Linked DNA regions of Mus musculus: region 1 is linked to region 2. The links are chromatin contacts, called in public HiChIP or PLAC-seq maps. All regions are on one chromosome and are shown on one strand. The core of a region is the stretch at or near the end of the contact, and the rest is flanking DNA. Distances in the headings are between cores, read along the strand shown.

Region 1 (2,700 bases), core at 154-2,653, 94 kb before region 2:
TAAAGTCATAAAAAAACCAAGACTACAGGCAACCCAATTAAAACCAAATGTGGGGCTGGAGCTATGCCTTCGTGGGTGAGTGCTTGCCTAACATTCGAGAGGTTCTGGGCTCAGTCTCCAGCACCATCTGCACATGCCTGCAATCCAAGCGCTCAGGAGGCAAAGGCAGGGTACACTCGAGGTTATCTTTGGCTACATAACAACTTTGAAGTTAGTCTAGGATTCATGTACCTCTGTTTAAAAACAACATCAACAACAATGAAAACAACTGAACCAAATAAGACCAACCTTGGTCCTTGGCAACACCCTGTCAAAGAGGAGTGATGCTGCCGGGGCTGGAGAGACAGCTGGCTCAGCAGTTAAGAGCACCGACTGCTCTTGCAGAGGACCCTGGTTCAGTCCCCAGCACTCCCAACGAAGCTCACAATCATCTGCAACCTTAGCTTAAGGGGATGTAAAGCCCTCTTCTGACCTCCTCTGTCACTGCACACATCTAGGTCACAGCCATGCACGCAGGTACTCACACATGCATGTAAAATAAAAATGAGCACATCTCAAAGCAGCAACAACAAAGGCTGGGGATGTAGATCAAACTGTTTGCCTAATATGTAGAAGACCTTGAATTAAACTCCCAGCCTCCTCCTTTCAAATATTTGAAGTGATATTTCCCAGAAGAAGTTTAGGCTGTTGGTGAACAAAGGAAAGATACTACCGTGCAAAGGCACATAACATTCATTAGGAAAATACACGTTAACACATACATTGTCGACGCCCTGGTCTCCAGTGTGTTCTTGGGATACTCCAGGACCCCTCGCTCAAGCTCTGCCCCAGGACCCTTCACTTCCCTGATGTGTGCTGGCTGTTGTCATAGCCTTGGTTGGCTCCCATCCTACTACCCTCATTAATGGGGCGTGTGCTGACTTTTTGCTAGATTCCCGGAGGGTCCTGATCCTCCCAAGGGGCTTGGCAGGACGCCCATGGGGACGCAGCCGGCTATATTCTGGAAAATCTGTGTTCGAAGACCATACCTCATCTCTCACTTTGGGCCCAGGATTTCGAAGAACTGACAACTGAATTCCCCTCGTGGGGCTTCATCAAGGGACGCCTAGTTAATGATTTGTGTGGTCCAGGTCCCCAAGTTTCCAGGCTTCTGATGGTGGGTGGCAACACTGCTGCAAGAGCAGATGAACCGGAGGCTCCACCTTTGTGCCTAGAAGTCCCGGAGGCGCTGGCGGGAGGGCGGGTGCTGCAGGCGGCTCCCTGGACGCAGGGGCGGACCCGGCTCCTTCCCGCTCACTCGGGTCGCTGCCCTTGAGTCACTCCGGCAGAGGGCGCCGGCGCCGGCCTCTCTGCCCATCGGGGCGGGCGAGCTGGGGACCCTGCCTCCTGCGCGCCCGCCCGCGTTCCGCCCCCCCTGTGCTCTTCCCGGCGGCCGGCGGGACGCCCGTGCCCGAGCCCCAGAGTCTCTGCAGTGAATCGGTGCATCGGGGCAGGGAAAAAGGGACACCAGAGTGGCCCTCGAAGGGGACCAGCCTGCGAAGCGCGAGGAAGGAAGAAGCGGACGCGTGGCGGGGAGGGGTTGAGGCGCCCCGGCCCGAAGCCCAAAGGCCGAGCGCGCGGTAGGCGACCGGGCACCCACGGCCCGCAGCATGGCTCGGGGCTGGGTGCGGCCGAGCCGTGTGCCTCTGTGCGCCCGGGCCGTCTGGACGGCTGCGGCGCTCCTGCTCTGGACACCCTGGACGGCAGGTAAGGACCCTGCGTGCGCCCTCCGAGCATTGCCCGCTCTTCCACCACTCTCTCGGCCGCCGCGCGGGCGCCGGTGCTCTCGATCGAGGGGCGCCAGGCAAGGCCATGCTTCGCGCGCTCGGCGCCAGCTTGGGCCCGTGCCCTCAGTCGCCTGGGGCTGGTTCCAATGAGCTGCGCTCTAGGGACCACTAAGTGTTTCCAGAGGCCGGGGTGGGCAGCGGCCGGGAGCTTTTCTTAAGTACATCACAGTCGAGATGTGCACCGGTAGACGTGCTCTGTGTGACCCAAGACCTGGACTCCATCGTTTCTTCCCAGGTCACCGCCGTTCCAGTCCACATGCATCCCTTGAACCTTGTCTGCCTCCGGGGCAGATGCGGTCCTGAGTTAGTCTTTTTTTTCCCCGGGGCAGTGGGGAACGCACGATCGAAGGTCTTGGCTTCCCTTTTGTTGAAATTGGTGGCCAAAGTGGTGTTTGGTGGGTCCTGCTTAGCTGGGGGCTTGGCCCCGGGATTTGATTTGCGAGGCTGAAGGGGAAGTGCCCTTCCCCCTGTCCTCGTAGTGTTTTCTCGAGCGTTTCTTCCACCTCTGGAGGATTCTGTGTGGGCTTGATCAGGGCTCAGGAGACCCTGTCAAGGAGCACAGACGTGTTTTTGGAGGATACCTGGGTAGAAATGACTGTGGTGGCCGGAGGAGGAAGAGGCGATGATCCTCCCAGTGCAAACCCTAGAGCACCTACTGGCCGTCAGGTCTGTGGCCCGAATCCCCGCGGCCTGTTGGCTCGGCTGAAGGTAGGCACGGCCTCCGGGCCCAGGAGGGTCAGGGACTCTTGAGGTTTGCCCTAAGTTTCTGAGCTGCGTGAGACGCGCCCTACTGGGACAGTGACTTCAGTGTTCCCCAGCCCCCCAGTGTTCCCGCAAGCAGGTGAGAGTTAAGGGGCAGAGTCAGGCAGCAGGA
Region 2 (2,700 bases), core at 172-2,671:
AGACCAATGTGAATATACTGGAGCCCAAGAGAGACAGGACTGTGAGTTCCTGTAGCTCCCGGATCCTTGTCTTGTCCCCAGAAGTTCCTCTGTGCTATTCTGTCCTGAGATTTACAGGGCATTGCCATGATCATCCCTGTCCTTGGGAATGAGAACTGTTCTTAACAATCACCAGCTAGGCCAACCAGCTCATCTGAGATGGGGGCAAGGCCAGGCCACAGGAAGAGGCCACCTTGCTTAGGTATGCGATGCGGTTTTCCTAAATGTTGGACCAAGGAGAACCTGGTTCTTACAGTTTTGTTTTGTTTTTTTGTTTTCCAAGACAGGGTTTCTCTGTGTAGCCCTGGCTGTCCTGGAACTCACTCTGTAGACCAGTCTGTCCTCGAACTCAGAAATCCACCTGCCTCTGCCTCCTGAGTGCTGGGATTAAAGGCGTGCACCACCACGCCCGGCAGTTGGTTTTTTTTTTTTGTTTGTTTGCTTGTTTTTGTTTTTTTTTTAATACACAGCCATGTGTGGCATGTCTATGCATGTTTGTATGGAAATCAGAGGAAACGTTGGCTGTTGGTACTTTAGCAACACCCCTGTGGCTTCTTGAGTTCTTTCACTGGCCTGTAACTTTCCAAGTAGTCTAAACTAACCGACGAGTGAGTCCCAGAATCCTCCTGTTTCTGCCTCTGGAATGACTAGCCTGAACCACGGGCTGGCAGACTGAGGAAGGTGCGGCCTGCTGCACACATGCAGGTTCGCTGAAAATTCCATTTATGTGGGTTCTGGAAGAGAACAAGCCAAGTACTTTGCTGACTAAGCTGTTTCCCCAGTCCTAAGATGTCATAATAAAGGCACAGCGCAAGACCTTGGGACTTAGACTCTAAGTCCAAGTACCCTGGCCCTCCTGGCAAGGCTCACAAGGTAGAGGACATTAGAGTGAGCGTCAGGATGGTCCGCTTTGGTGCTTTCAGCCCCTTGGAGCCAAATAGAGCTGACCAGGAAGACCAGTAGGAGAGCAGATGCATACCAGGGGTTGGCTGGCTCTGGTCTGCATGCTGAAACACAGGGCTCGAGCTGTTTCTCCTAGGAAAGAGAGTTGCTGTGCCAGGCGCAGGGATGTACTTCATGCAGGAAAGAGGAGAGCTCTGGCCATCCGCTGAGCCTGAAGTTGTTCCAAGGTGAAAGAGGAATTTGGTTTAAGTGTCTTGAAGAATTGGCTGCTGCTTTTTGGGAGAGACAGAGGGTGGATTTCAGTGAAAGCTCCCAGAAGTAGTGTGGGCACCAAGTACCCAGTGTGTCGTACAGATATCGTATGGTTAAGGAATGGACAGACTGTAGCGAGCTGGGGTCTGGGAGCCCTGTGAAGCCCTGTGGTCACTGACAAGGCTGAGCAGCAGACATACTGATCACGCATGCTTGTTTGATGATTCGGATAGCAGTGTGTTATGCCTTGTCCAGTCTGGAAAGAGAGTGGGGAGGGGTTTGTTGTTAGTTCACTTCTCCTGTTGCTTTTGAAGCTGGGGGTGGGGAGGTTTGGTCTGCCCTGACTCGTGCACATGGTTTTGTTATTCAGTTTGGGGCTATTGGTATTTTCCTACTGGGAGAGCTGTGGTAGGCTAACACCCCCCCACCCCACCCCCCACCCCGAGGGCCTGCACTGGTATCTTCTTCAGGGCTCAAAGTCGTTAAATGTATGAGTATATGCACACACAGACACATCATCGTCATCGTCGTCACCACCACCACAGCAATAATAAGGGGCTGGAGACACAGCTGAGCAGTTAAGATAAGCACTAGTTGCTCCTCTTGAGGACCAGGGTTCTCTTCTCAGCACACACATGGCAGCTCACAGGTAACCGGAACTGTAGTCCTAGGGGTTCTGGCCTCTGCAAACATCAGACAAATATGGTGTACATACACGCAATCAATCTATATACATAAAACAATAATTTAAAAAGATATTAAAACTAAGGTTTTAAAAAAAGAATCTGCCCTTCTGCTTCTGAATCATCATATTTGGGTGACTTGAGTGAATATAGCCAGGGCTCAACCAGAGAAGCAAAAGTGGCCAGAGCTAACCAATGGATGTGTCACTAGAAAGGACATGTGAGGACAGCATCCGGCAGTTGCTGTAACCCGGATACTGAGGTGCTGGTGACAGCACGAGGCAAGGGCCGTAAGCAGGTGGTCTGGATGGACAGCCAGAGCCCTGGGCAGAGTAAGGCTCAGTCCTTGGGTGGGATTCCTTCTTCCTTGGGGGAAGTCTCCATCTTGCCTTTGAGGAAAGGGCTCACTGGGTCCGACTTCCTGTCCTGGTCATCTTGGGCATGCTCTCTATTTGGAAGTCAACATGGGCCCAAAGAGATGGACTCAGTGGTTAAAGGTGTTTGCCACCACCACATGACATACTAAGCTTGATCCCTGGAATCCACAGGACAGGATGAGAGAACCAAGGTTATCTGACCTCTACCCGTACACCATGGCGCACATACCTGTAACATACACACTCACACATTCACCCTCTGACACACATGCACTCACACACTCTTAACACTCAGACATGCTCACACTCATACACACTCACACACTACAACACCCAAACACAATAAATGTAAAGTTTTGTAAATCAGTGAGCAAGGCCATCCATCACATTAGCTGTCTGATTGAAGTCCAGGCCTTTCTCATCATGTGGACCCTGCCTGTCACACA

What was found. HiChIP or PLAC-seq counts read pairs in DNA pulled down with a chosen protein or histone mark.
Region 1: a contact with region 2 is called in an H3K4me3 HiChIP or PLAC-seq map of embryonic stem cells, with 40 read pairs. The contact joins the promoter of Ror2 here to the enhancer-like site in region 2. A contact is called at or near these places in 7 of 39 promoter capture datasets (cranial neural crest, embryonic stem cells, frontonasal cranial neural crest and 2 more), 2 of 15 datasets of contacts at CTCF or cohesin (the NIH/3T3 cell line and embryonic stem cells), 20 of 484 Hi-C or Micro-C datasets (adipose-derived mesenchymal stem cells, cortical neurons, cranial neural crest and 6 more), 20 of 115 datasets of contacts at active chromatin or transcription factors (the NIH/3T3 cell line, craniofacial prominence, embryonic forebrain and 8 more) and 3 of 9 other capture datasets (adipose tissue, liver and pancreatic islet).

What each region holds. Positions count from the first base shown.
Region 1 is chr13:53,284,827-53,287,526 of GRCm38.p6, reverse strand. It overlaps Ror2 (receptor tyrosine kinase-like orphan receptor 2), which reads left to right and starts at 1,403. Exons shown (of 9, transcript NM_013846.4): 1 at 1,403-1,746. The coding sequence starts at 1,650. Gm33574 (a long non-coding RNA gene) reads right to left here and starts at 1,346. Exons shown (of 3, transcript XR_382385.4): 1 at 1,029-1,346.
Region 2 is chr13:53,190,647-53,193,346 of GRCm38.p6, reverse strand. All of the region lies in intron 1 of Ror2 (receptor tyrosine kinase-like orphan receptor 2), which reads left to right. Among named protein-coding and RNA genes, the nearest start is that of Gm52058, 22 kb to the right of the region's middle. Within about 2 kb of position 1,421, at least 16 of the 459 cell types and tissues checked have an H3K27ac peak or open chromatin away from gene starts, as enhancers often do. A contact at or near this core is called in embryonic stem cells and uterus, where this site is marked.